Regions from separate parts of the Mus musculus genome. Here region 1 is linked to region 2. Evidence: chromatin contacts called from public promoter capture Hi-C data. All regions are on one chromosome and are shown on one strand. The core of a region is the stretch at or near the end of the contact, and the rest is flanking DNA. Distances in the headings are between cores, read along the strand shown. Region 1 holds the start of Dlst (dihydrolipoamide S-succinyltransferase (E2 component of 2-oxo-glutarate complex)). Region 2 holds the start of Acot4 (acyl-CoA thioesterase 4).

Region 1 (6,534 bases), core at 2,500-4,999, 1.1 Mb before region 2:
CTTTCTTTCTTTCTTTTTTTTTTTTTTTTTTGAGACAGGGTTTCTCTGTGTAGCCCTGGCTGTCCTAGAACTCACTTTGTAGACCAGGCTGGCCTTGAACTCAGAAATCCGCCTGCCTCTGCCTCCTGAGTGCTGGGATTAAAGGCATGCGCCACCACGCCCGGCTTCCCTGCCCTTTCTATAACTGCTAGCCCACAACTTCCACTGCTGAACATGGGTGCTTCCCTGGACCCTAATCCAAAAGGCCTGGCCATTTCCCTCCTCGCGGTGTGGCAGCGACTAGATTCAGTTTGCCTGACCTGCCATTTTTCTCTCAAATTCTAATAAAATGATCCTTGAGCAAGAGAGGGAGGGGGATAAGGGAAAAGGGAGAGGAAGAGGGGAGAGTCCCTACCCACTAAACCAACTGGCCTTATCATAAATTCATTTCCCCAATATCTACTACCCACAGCTGCTTCTTCGGAATATATTATTTATGTTTTCTTTTTTTTTTTTTTTTTTTTTGCTATTTGTGTCTATTAATAACCCATTTGACTGAGAGACAACTGGTCCTTATGTACATACACTCCCACACAAACATTCCCAGAGTCAGGTCAGCCAGTCATCTCTGTGTTCAGCAGCCAATGAGTGAGGTGCAGATTCTAAGCAGAGCCTGTCTTTGAACTAGAACACAGCAGCCCACACAGCCTTTTGGAAACTGGAGTCCTACAAAATTTATCCTATAACAAGTTTTATTTGTACAGTACTGTAGGCTCATAAGGAGATTCCACACAATGGCCTCTTCATTTTCCACTCTCAATAGCAACTCCCTGAAGTAGAATAGTCACCTGCCATTATTTCTATTTCATATACAACTAGGTTGGTGACTAGCCTAACCAGAATACTTGAGTCAAGATGCCCACCCCTAAGCACAAGGCTTTTCCTTTTCCTCACAGCTTAAGAAGTGGAGAAAATACTTGTTGCATCTTCCAGCATTCCTAGCTGAGCAGAAAGGTCATAACTGAGAATGCACTATGGACCGTGCTCGAAGCCTTATGTCCTCCTGGCTTAGGATAAAGTCCAGGCGCTTACAGTCCTCCACCTCCTCTGTATCAGGCCTCCTTGTCTCTCTAGTTACCATTTGTACAACTGCTCAAGTCTCTTCCTGCTTGGAAACATTTGCACAGGAAATTCCCTTTGCCTGGAATAGCATTTCCCTGGCTAACTCATACATTCTTTAAGTCTCATCTTAAATGTCCCTTCTCTGGGCCTTCTACTCTCTAACCTACCAAGCTGGGCTTTATTATCATACTACCCTCATGTCTTCTCAGCCTGTACTTAGTAACCACAATGCTGTTTTCTCCCTAAGGGTACATAACCGTGCATTTGCTTTGTCTGTCCAGCTAGCCCAAGAGATTCTTGCAGAGAGAGACCGGCTGTATCCCTACCTAGGAACCTAGGAACCTAAGAAGCACTCTATTGACTGAGTTCGGACACAGTTCAGATGACTGCTAAGAGTCTTGCCCAGCAGGTACAAAGTCTTGGGTTTGAACTCCAGCACTGCATAAACCCAGGCCTGGTGGTGCAATCCTGTGATCCTAGCACTTGGGAAAGAGAGGCAGAATGTTCAAAAGTAAAATGGCAGCCTCAGACTACTTATCTAGTTTGAGTTCAGCCTGGGCTATATCAGACCCTATCATTCAGACACAGACATACTCTGTTGAGTTCACAAGGAAATTCCAACCCTTCTTTCAGTAAAGCAGTTTGAGCTGAGGAAGGAGTTAGGTGAGCCTCATTTAACCAATAGTTTTGCCTGAGTGACCTTGACCTCGAAATCGAGGACTATGCTACTAAATCTCACTTAGTTATGATTAACCCAAAACTGCACAGGAAGCATTCAGAACAACGACTGGCACGAGAAAGCCTACATACATAGGACTGAATCTTTCAACAAGTATTTTGCCAGAGCCAGATGTGGTAGCACAAGGCTGTAATCCTAGCTCTCTGAGGCAGAGAGGCAAGAGGAAGTTCAAGGCCAGCCTGGTATATGCATAGTTAGCTCTAGGTCAGACAGTCCTAACAGCAAGACTTTGTCTCCAAAAATAAAAAAGTGAAGGTGGGCAGGGATAAATACATATCTGCCAGGCACCTGATTAAAAGTAAGCTATGGAAGGTTGTTAATAACTTTCTCCTCTACCAAAGACAACAACCCACACACAGCTACGAGAATGAAAATCCAAACTTCCAGGCTTAGGGGTTCAGAACCGGTACTGCTCTTGCAGAGACCCAGGCACCGGGCATTTCCCAACCAACCTGCAACTCCAATTACAGGGGATCCCACACCTCTTCTGGCCTCCGTGGGCACAGAATGCCAAGTGTGTACACAGTACACATAAAGAAAAATAAATTTAAGGGAAAAAATATCTAAACTTCCGAAAGCCTCTACACCATCATCTTCCTCGAGATACTGTTTCCTTTAACTAATGGCTTCTGACCAGTCACTTTGTTTCCAATTCCAAAAGAATGCCACACCTGTTTCCTTCTTCACTGACTTCATGCATTCTACCCCTTTCTTTCTCTCTCTTCTTCTTCTCTTCACTGACTGTCACATCCTGCAAGCCACAACTTTAATGTCACCTATTTAAACCTGTTCTGTCCATGTTTCCAAACACTTAGATGATTGATGATCAGCAATTTACACCATGCCTTTCCCTTACGCCTCAGGCTCCTGGAGGACAAGACTTTTTGCATTGTTGTATTTCTAACGAGCATCTAGCACAGTGCCCTGACAGTGTAAATTCAGTAACCGTGGGCCGCTGGTGTTGCTCAGTGGTTAAGTGCTTGCCTCCCATGCCCTAGCTTCTATCCTCAGCACCACAAAAAGCTGAACAAAACCCAGTAAGGATGCGCCGGGTGAGTACATGACAGCAGTTATACTTAAGGGAGTCTTTTGCTTCGCATCTCTCTGAATTCATTGTCTTTAAATACCATGAGAAGAAACATCAGATTTCCTCCCATGCTGCTCTGCCCACGAGAAGTGCATTTTAGGTGACCGCAAGGGCAGAACTTACCAGGCAGGGAACGTCTCCCTAGAGGGCAGTTCCCCTGTTGAGAAAGAAGACATTATCGACGTCACCCAAAATGAAAAGAGGGGGGAAAAAAACAAACAAACATTTTTTTTAAGGGCACGTTTATCGTGCTGCTGACAGGTAATGACACGTTTATCGTGCTCTTAACTCCGAAAGTAGACGCAAAACACCGAGTCGGCCAAACTCTGTCATCCTCCCCTGAGCCTGCCAGGCGCTAGTTTGGAGACCGCGAAGAGACAGGCCGCGGAATACGGTTGGGGGCCGTGCCTCCTCTCTTAACTCTAAGTCAATGTCGCTGCGGGCGCGGCTCCCAGCCCCGGAGCAAAGGGTTCGGGACAGCGGGAAAACGGCCGGCGCGGGCTGCCTGGGAGAGGACAGGGGCTCCGGGGCTCCGTACACGCGGCTGGGCGGCTCCGCGGGCGTCGGCAGCCACCGCGTCCCGGTGCCCTTGGTGGCCGGCCTGGCCAGCACACAGCGTCCCTGCCCTTCGGCCTGCCCGTCCGCCCACAGCCATGTTCGGCACCCATCGGAGCCCGGGCCCCGCCAGACAGTACCTTCTGGAAGGCAGAAAGCGAGCGGCTGAACGCCCGGGACACGCAGCGTGACCGGGACAGCATCGCGGAGGCAGCGGGATGGAGGGCGGGCGGACACCGGATACAGGGCCCGGCAGCAACCGGAAGTGAGACCGGCCGCGGCACCAGCCAAGCGGCGAGGGGTGTTCGGAGCGAACCACTAACCGTGCTGGGTGCCGGGCGGTGTGAGCCGGGCTCGCATCCTTAGCGGTCCCAGCGCGGGGCATCTGTGGCGCTGTCAAGAGAAGGCCAACTTGGGTTAGTATTCTTCGAGGACAACCATCCGGCCACCGGAGCGCCCCCGGGTTCAAGCCTTCCCTGCCTTTCCTCAGAGCTGGTTCTGTTTGGCGCCGTTTTCTGCTGCCCCCAAACCTAGCCTTTCTGCCTCTGCATTCTAGGAAGAGAGGGAAATGGCTAGGAACTTAGATCTCAGGCCGGTGATTAGGCTTATGTGGACTTGGGCAGGTGGGTCGCGATCCTTTGGAGGGTCCAACGACCCTTTCAGTGGGATCACATATCAGATATCTAGCATACCGGATAATTACATTACAACTCACAACAGTAGCAAATTTACAGTTATGAAGTAGCAACAAAATAATCTTATGGCCCGGGATCACTACAAGAGGAACTGTATTAAAGGACCTGTAAGACTTCACCAACTAGCCCCACTGTGCTTTAGCTCCTGATCTTCTCCCGCCCCTGAGCAAACTCTCCAGCCAAGCTAACTGTGCTCCACCCAGCTTGTGAACTCTGGAAGTTATTTGCTACCCAACTCTGGGAATGTGACATACTAATCTTATGGGGGTTACACTTTTGTTCAATGTCATGCCCCATTGGCAGAGGTTGTAGAAACGCTTGTAGGCTTCCTGCGCCCCCTCCCCCCGCAGCTTTGTGTATACCATTCTGCCCATTGCCTTACATTGAAAGCGCTTGCCACCCTTACCCTGCTTACTTGCTCGCTCTTAAATCCCTAGGCCTTTAACCCTGGCTTCCTAACAGAAATAGTATTCCATGAGCTCAGCTGAATAAATATCAAATTAATGTCTGAATGAATAAATGAACCACGTAGTGCCTTTGATTTTTTTTTTTTGAGTTATTTTGCCTAATTTTCAAAACCTTCACAAAGCCTCTGCTCACCAAACCCTGGATCCAATGGCATTGGAATCTCTGAGCCTTGGGCAGAAGCCCTGATTAGAAAGAGAGACATCATCTGTCCCAGCTGCCCTCACTATTGAGCCTGTAATGCCCTTCATCTGTTTCCTTCAAAGCTTCCTTGTAGCAGGTCTAAGACTCCACTTTCACTCTCTCCACTCCGCCTTCACACCTCTGTCAAAGATCCTTTGTTAGTGTAGAGTTAATCCTGCCACTCCCCTGCTTAAATTCTTCCAGTTGCTACTGCCTGCCTGTCTATACAGCCCAAACTCCTCAGCTAGCCCAAGCACCTAATTATCCGGCTCGTGGCTTCTGAGCTCTCATTTTCACAGATACTGAGCCATAATTCGCTGCTGACCATCTGCCCCGATCCCCACCTCACTCCCGACCCCACCCAATGCACTATTTCATTCCCCATGTTTGCGTCCGCTGTTCCTTCCTATTTATCTAGGGGCTTTTTAATTCCCCTTTAAATCTCTTCCTGAAACCTTTCCTATTCCCCTCTGGCAAAGTGAGCAGGTACTTTATGCTTCCTTCCAAAGTAGTGTGTCTCTGTCACTACAGTGCATCACTACTGTGATGACTTGCTTAGAACTGTCTTGAAGCTGGAGAGATGGCTCAGTGGTTAAGAGCATTCATTGCTCGTCCAGAGGCCCAGAGTTCTCTTCCTGGCACCTGGCACGAGGTGGCTTACAACCACCTTTATCTCCAATTCCAGGGGATCAAACTCCTCTGGCTCCATGGGCCCCTGCACACCCCCCCTCCCAGAACAGACACACAAAATTAAAAAGAATAACAACAAATCTGTCACTTCTATTGACTAATTAGGAGAGAAGCAAAGAAACCACTCTCTTTCTGAATTGTCTGCTCGAAGCTAGCCAATGAGTAACTGAGAAATGACTACATACTTCCGTGCTCACAACACTTTTGAGGAACACAAGAATAGCCAGGAGGTATGTCAATCTCTAGCTGCTGAGGTCGCTACTAACTTTTCTAAGATAGTTGCCTAATCCTTTTGTTTTGTGCTGGGGGTTGAAGCTTTGTGCATGCTAAGTAAGTTCTTCCACTAGGCTACACCCAGCCTCCCCTTCCTTAGTTACATAATTTTTTTTCATGGTTTCTATTATTAATTTTTGAGATTCTTCTCTAAGGTTTAGAAACTCAAGCTGAGGTATAGCAAGCATATCTCCTGGCATTTTATTGATCACCCAAATTCATCCTGATTTTGTAGTCTTAGGCAGGGCATGTTCACACAAGCTTATAATCTGAGAATTAAGAAAGTCAAAGTAGAGCCAGGGTTACACAGAGAAACCAAAAGAAGAACCAGAAGGAGGAAGAGGAGGAGGAGGAGAAGAAAAGAAGAAGGAGAAGGAGAAGGAGGAGGAGAAGGTGGTCAGCAGTCTGGGCAATGTAGCAGGATCCTTTCTCAAAAGAGAGTAGACAGGGAATATAGCTCAGTGGTAGACCATTAACCAAAGCCTAGCATGTATAATACCTTAGGTTTAATCCCCAGGACTGCCAAAAATGTTTTAATACATACAAAAACCTTTGTACATGATAGCACTCAAAGTCCTCCTTCGAGAATAAAGGTTGAAATTGATTCCCTTGAGATTTACCCATGAGCTTCCATGGTCTGCAAGGTGCAATCCTATAAGCTAGGACACTCTCCTGGTTTGGAGTCTCTCTAGGCACAGCATTGTCTTTAGCAGTGGCTCTCAAGCTTCCTAGTATTGTGACCCTTT
Region 2 (5,905 bases), core at 296-2,795:
GTACTTTTTATTCTATGATTATAGCTAGAAAAATTAATGTTCTCTGATTGGTCTAAATGTAACTGCTTCCTTTGTTTTTTTTTTTTTTTAATTGGTAATATGCTCTGAGTGTTTTCACAATCAGCTCATAAGTTATTAGTTAAGATTAATAGTTGTTACATTGGTAACAGATGGTTAGCCTTAAAATTGATAACTCAAGTTTAAAGTCCTTCCAACACGTGGCATAAGGCAGGCCAAGAGGCTGGGTCTCTAAAGATACTTCTAGTTGAGATAATAATTAATGTGATTCTTATCCTAGAAAGTAGAATTAAAGATAAAATTTTAAGTAATGTCTCTTTAATAAAACATTAAAGCTTGCATGTATTCATAGGTATTAATTGGCAGCCAAACTTTGTAATATGATGGTAATGCTTCTAATATTAATTCTATAAGTAATAAATTGTTTTAAAATTGGGTTTTACTTTTCCAAAGTTAATGGCAGAACGCTTGTGAGTGCTCTTAACCACTAAGCCCCCATAAGGTTAAATTCAAAAACAATAAGAACAAAGCCAATTTATGCTAATCTGGATGTACTATGGCTTTAACCCTTGAGGTTGTGTGTGTGTGTGTATGTGTGTGTGTGTGTTTGTATGTACTGACTAGGGGTGGGGGTGGAGTGGGGAGAAGGGGCTGCGTGTGTCAAGGACAATGTGGCAGTTTCCTCTGTCTCATTTTTCCTAACCTCGTATTGCAACAAAGTTCAGTTGTGTTTTTCATCAGCTGGATAACACTATCTTTTGGGGATAGACAGAGATTAAATGAGATAATGCAAGCAAAGGGCACTTGCTAATGTATGAAAATCCCCCAACCTGTTTGAGTGACCACTGAAATGGCCAATAGCACCTTCCTAGGAAACCCTAACCCCACCCCTAGACTCAGCCCTTGGCGCGCTCCCACCTCTCAACCACCCAACTCACCTGGGGGCAGGAAGAGCGTGGCGCGCACCCGGCCCTCGCGCACGGGCACGCGCCGCACCCCGGGAGCCATGAAGTGACGCTCGTGCACCGTCCGCGCCAGCCGCCGCCCGCCATCGGGCTCGTGTCCGTCCAGCACCTCCAGCTCCACCAAGAAGGGCGTCTGCACGTCGCGCTTGATCAGGCGCCAGAAAGGCCGATCGGGCTCCATGGCCCAGAGCAGCCCCATGGGCTCGAGCCCCGAGAAGCTGCCGCCCAGCGCGGGCACGCGCGCCAGGTCCAGCTCGCCGTGGGAGTCCGCGCGGTAGCGCGCGTGGGCTCGGAAGAGCGCGCCCTTCTCGTCGCGCAGGACAGAGCGCAGCGTGACGGGCTGCTCGGGGGCCAGGCCGCGCACGGCGATGCTCAGCGGCTCGTCCCAGCAGCTGCGGCCCGTGGGCTCCACGCTCAGTGTCGCTGCCATTAGGAGCTGGAGGCCTCGGGGAGCGCCACGCGAGTCCGGAGCGGAGCCTGGCCTGCTGTGGAGCCGACCTAGTGCGTCTCTAGGACCCAGACAAGAGAGGAACCATGATCTGTCAGCAATTTGGGCACAGACCGGCCAAAGGTCATGCTTCGGGGCTGAGCCAGGTTATAGGATTCTGCTTCTCGCCACTCCCACGTGGTGTTGTGAAAGTGATTGGTGATGACACACCAAGTGAATGAATCAAGGCAAAGTACGATCCTTCCGTGGATTCAGCAGCTTTATAAAAATACAAAACGGAACCAAGAGCAAGAACTTTGTAATAAATTACAACTTTATACCACTTTAGTCTTAAGATACTCAGCTTACAAAAACTTCCCTGGATGCTACAGCTCCCAGCACAGAAACTAGAATGCACAGTTAAATTGAGAAAGGCAACTGTGTTAAGTTAGGGTTCTCTAAATATGAACATAGCGAACAGGATGGAGACATGCGCAGACAGAGACACGAAGACGTCCCTTCTCCCGTGTCCTTTTGTGTGGCCCAGATTTAGGGCCAAATGATCTGGATTTAGGGCCAAATGATCTGGACTTAGGGTGAGTCTCCCACCTCAAAATAATCCAACCAAGAAAAATCCTTCACAGGCAATCCCAGCTGCTTGGGGTTTAGTTGACTCCAGATGTGGTTAAATTGACAGCCAAGATTAATTAGTGGGCAACATCCTCTCCTGGCCCCAAAGCCCAGATTCAATGAGATGCAAATGGCTCTCTGGTACAGGATGAAGAGGCCACAGAGGTGGTTGCTCGACCCCGTTTTACTAGGGGTGCTATTAAGGGCGGCTTGAACGTTCTAGGGGCCGAGCAGGTGTCAAGGGTGCCATAGAAAGTTCTCTGAGAAGTTGGCTTCATCCAAGGTCCAGTGTTGTCCAATGGGCTGATAAAATGGTGCAGGGAGTGGCTCAGCAGGTAAGAGCACTGACTGCTCTTCTGAAAGTCCTGAGTTCAAATCCCAGCAACCACATGGTGGCTCGCAACCATCCGTAATGAGAACCGATGCCCTCTTCTGCTGCGTTTGAAGACAGCTACAGTGTACTTACGTATAATAATAAATAAATCTTTCGTTCAGAGTGAGCAGGGACTGAGTGAGTATAGTTGTCCAGAGCGAGCAGAGGTCTTTAAATTCAATTCCCAACAACCACATGAAGGCTCACAACCATCTGTACAGCTACAGTGTACTCACATACATAAAATAAATCTTTTTTAGAAATGGTGCAGCCTAAGATGCAGATATATGAGTGCTTGTGGAGCCATCTGGCTGGGGTTTAGGATGCTGTTGGCATGCCACTAGATACACATAAGGCAGGCGTTCAAACTGAACCTTCCAGAAGGAAGAGTGCAAAGGTGAGGAAGGCCCTGACTGCCAACTGAGGCGATGTTCTGTCCCTTGGTCAACGTAAAGTAAAATATGAGCAGGGACTTTGTGAATTATATTGCTAAGAAGGTTGTTATCAGCAATTTTAACATGATGTTTAAATGACAATTTTTTCAAAAGGAGAGGTGCTGATTTCACTTTATTGTTATATGTCCACAGCCCAGAATCGGGACAAGAAGAATTTTTCTGTGGAACAGTTACATGCTTTCAAGTCAGGTTTTCTTCCCTACAGCTTCCTTGTATATTAGATATAGCAGTAGTTACATCATAGTGTTTTGAGAACTGGATGTACCAGGAATAGAGTAAATATCACATAAATGGTAGCTATAATTTTCATAAAACTTCATAATCTAATATCTTAGCTATTTTTTAAGCTTAAAATTAAAACTTTTTTAAAATATTTTTTTATTACGTATTTTCCTCAATTACATTTCCAATGCTATCCCAAAAGTCCCCCACACTCCCCTACCCACCCATTCCCACCTTTTTGGCCCTGGCGTTCCCCTGTACTGGGGCATATAAAGTTTACCTGTCCAATGGGCCTCTCTTTCCAGTGATGGCCGACTAGGCCATCTTTTGATACATATGCAGCTAGAGTCAAGAGCTCCGGGGTACTGGTTAGTTCATAATGTTGTTGCACCTACAGGGTTGCAGATCTCTTTAGCTCCTTGAGTACTTTCTCTAGCTCCTCCATTGGGGACCCTGTGATCTATCCAATAGCTGACTGTGAGCATCCACTTCTGTGTTTGCTAGGCCCCGGCCTAGTCTCACAAAAGACAGCTATATCAGGGTCCTTTCAGCAAACGCTTGCTAGTGTATGCAATGGTATCATCGTTTGGAGGCTAATTATGGGATGGATCCCTGGATATGGCAGTCTCTAGATGGTCCATCCTTTTGTCTCAGCTCCAAACTTTGTCTCTGTAACTCCTTCCATGGGTGATTGTTTCCAATTCTAAGAAGGGGCAAAGTGTCCACACTTTGGTCTTCGTTCTTCTTCAGATATCTTAGCTATTTTAATGCACGTATTTGCAATTATTTCTCAGGAAGAATAGCTAGCTGTTATAAAGAATTAGTGGCTTGGATATGTTGGCAGCTAATAAGCAGCCATTCTGGGGTTCCAACCTAAATGATTTACGATTGTCATCATCATTAAATCCTCCTCATCATATCTAATGAGCATATATCATCCTTATAAAAGCCCAGCCACCCATGAGTGTGTGCAAGAAGGCAAGCAGTGTGACCTCAAACTTCCTTAGCTGTGCCTATGTGCGCCCTTCTCAGCTATCTCTTCATCAACCTGAATTTTTGTCATAGTGACCAAAAGGAAAGAACAGATTTGATACAAAGCAAATGAGAGAGGATAGGTGCCTCACTTTGATTTCCAAGCTGGCAAAGAGTTATCAATATGTTGTCCCTTACTTTCTTCACAGGCACCACAGCCAGTACCATAAATGTTCACGTAATGGCGGATTTATGCTTATTTAATCATTCTTAGGAGAATGAATTCTCCCTCTTATAAATGTAAATCGTATATATTGCAAAGCAAATAAATAAATAGGAGTTTTGATAGCTTCTTTCCCAAAGTTCTAGAAAGTGATGTCTCTTGTTTTACATTGCAGGAGTTATCCTCCCCCTGGTCTGCCCTCAACATGATAGTCAAGAAAGCTCTAAACTTCTTGTATGTTTGCTGAACTAATATAAGGAAAAGTGGTGAAGTTAGAAAGGAGAATGACAGTGGTGTGGGATGGTAGAGAAAGGGCAGAGCATCAGGGAAGTGGGAAAGTCTATTCTGTTGCATCAATCAAGCATGCAGGGAAGAAAGATGTTAATTTACAAAACCGAACTGTATGTATACTCAAAGCAAAGACATTTCATTTTGTTTCTATTTTCCTGTTTGTTTGTTTTTTTCCCATGAGGACCTGATTTATTTGTGCTGTCATAGAATTCATTTGTGGCTTTATTTTTCACATGATTTGATTTTATGCACTTTGTTGTTTAAGGTTTCCAACAAGACAGTCTTTTGGGGAGGCTTGGGCACCACATCTTTTTGTTTATTTGAACCCTAATTCTACACTGGGGTGCACCATCCTGTTTGGAAGCACATCTACTTAATTAACAAACAGAAGACCTGCCATCATCTGCCACCTTCCTTTAACAAAAAAGTATAATTTTGTCTAGCTTTTTTGTCTAGCTTCTGTTGAAGGAGATCTGCAGTTTCCTGCAGCCCATGCCATAGGTTTGATCTGATGTGCCTGGGGTGGTATTTCCACTTCATGACCGATGCTAGCATAAAGGATGCACAACAAATGACTTTTATTTCTACTTTGTCACTCTTCCTTGATCCTTATTATCTAAATTGAGGAAGCTACCCAATAACTGAAAATGAAGAATGAGTCAAAGCTCCCACCTTAATGACTCTAGCTAGGAGTGAGCCACCTTCTTTTGTATTTCTTTCTCTCTCTCTCTCTCTCTCTCTCTCTCTCTCTCTCTTTGTTTGTTTGTTTTGTTTTGTTTTTTTTGAGACAGGGTTTCTCTGTATAGCCTTGGCTGTCCTGGAACATATTTCTTTCTCTTTATCACACTTGGCAACTGGGTCTTAGTCTGAAAAGGCACATTGATGACTTGTGCTTCTCAGGTTATTTGCAGTGCACTGGGGAGAAGAGCAGATGGTTTATGTAATCTAGAAATCCAGACGTTTATCTCTCTTACCCAACAGATCATTAATCTAGAGTTTCAAAACCACAGCTGAGCACTGAGGGACTTTGCCTTCAGAGACTGGAATTTATTAGGGTTCTTACATCCGTAAACTTAAAAAAAAAAAAAAAAAAAAGGAAGTCAAGAAAAAGAAAGAGAAATTCATCTCTTACTATGTCAAAGAACTCTGGTAATATCTGATGATGAGATAAGGTCATGACATAGAACTCGCTCTGTCTCAGACACTCGAAGACAAGCACAAGGAGATATCATTTGGACAGGCCTGCTTTCCTTAGAGGCAGGAGTATATTCAGGTGTTGGAATTTTTAGCAGAATGGTGGACAGAAGAAATTGAAATAGCCATTTTGGT

The links. Promoter capture Hi-C pulls out the DNA fragments that hold promoters and counts their contacts.
Region 1: a contact with region 2 is called in a promoter capture Hi-C map of pre-B cells, with 2.9 times the contacts expected there. The contact joins the promoter of Dlst here to the promoter of Acot4 in region 2. A contact is called at or near these places in 2 of 39 promoter capture datasets (liver and pre-B cells).

The regions. Positions count from the first base shown.
Region 1 is chr12:85,108,048-85,114,581 of GRCm38.p6, reverse strand. Dlst (dihydrolipoamide S-succinyltransferase (E2 component of 2-oxo-glutarate complex)) reads right to left here and starts at 3,749. Exons shown (of 15, transcript NM_030225.4): 1 at 3,623-3,749; 2 at 3,051-3,084. The coding sequence starts at 3,685. It also overlaps a transcript of Prox2 not described here.
Region 2 is chr12:84,034,019-84,039,923 of GRCm38.p6, reverse strand. Acot4 (acyl-CoA thioesterase 4) reads right to left here and starts at 1,545. Exons shown (of 3, transcript NM_134247.3): 1 at 957-1,545. The coding sequence starts at 1,413. All of the region lies in intron 1 of Gm40474 (a long non-coding RNA gene), which reads left to right.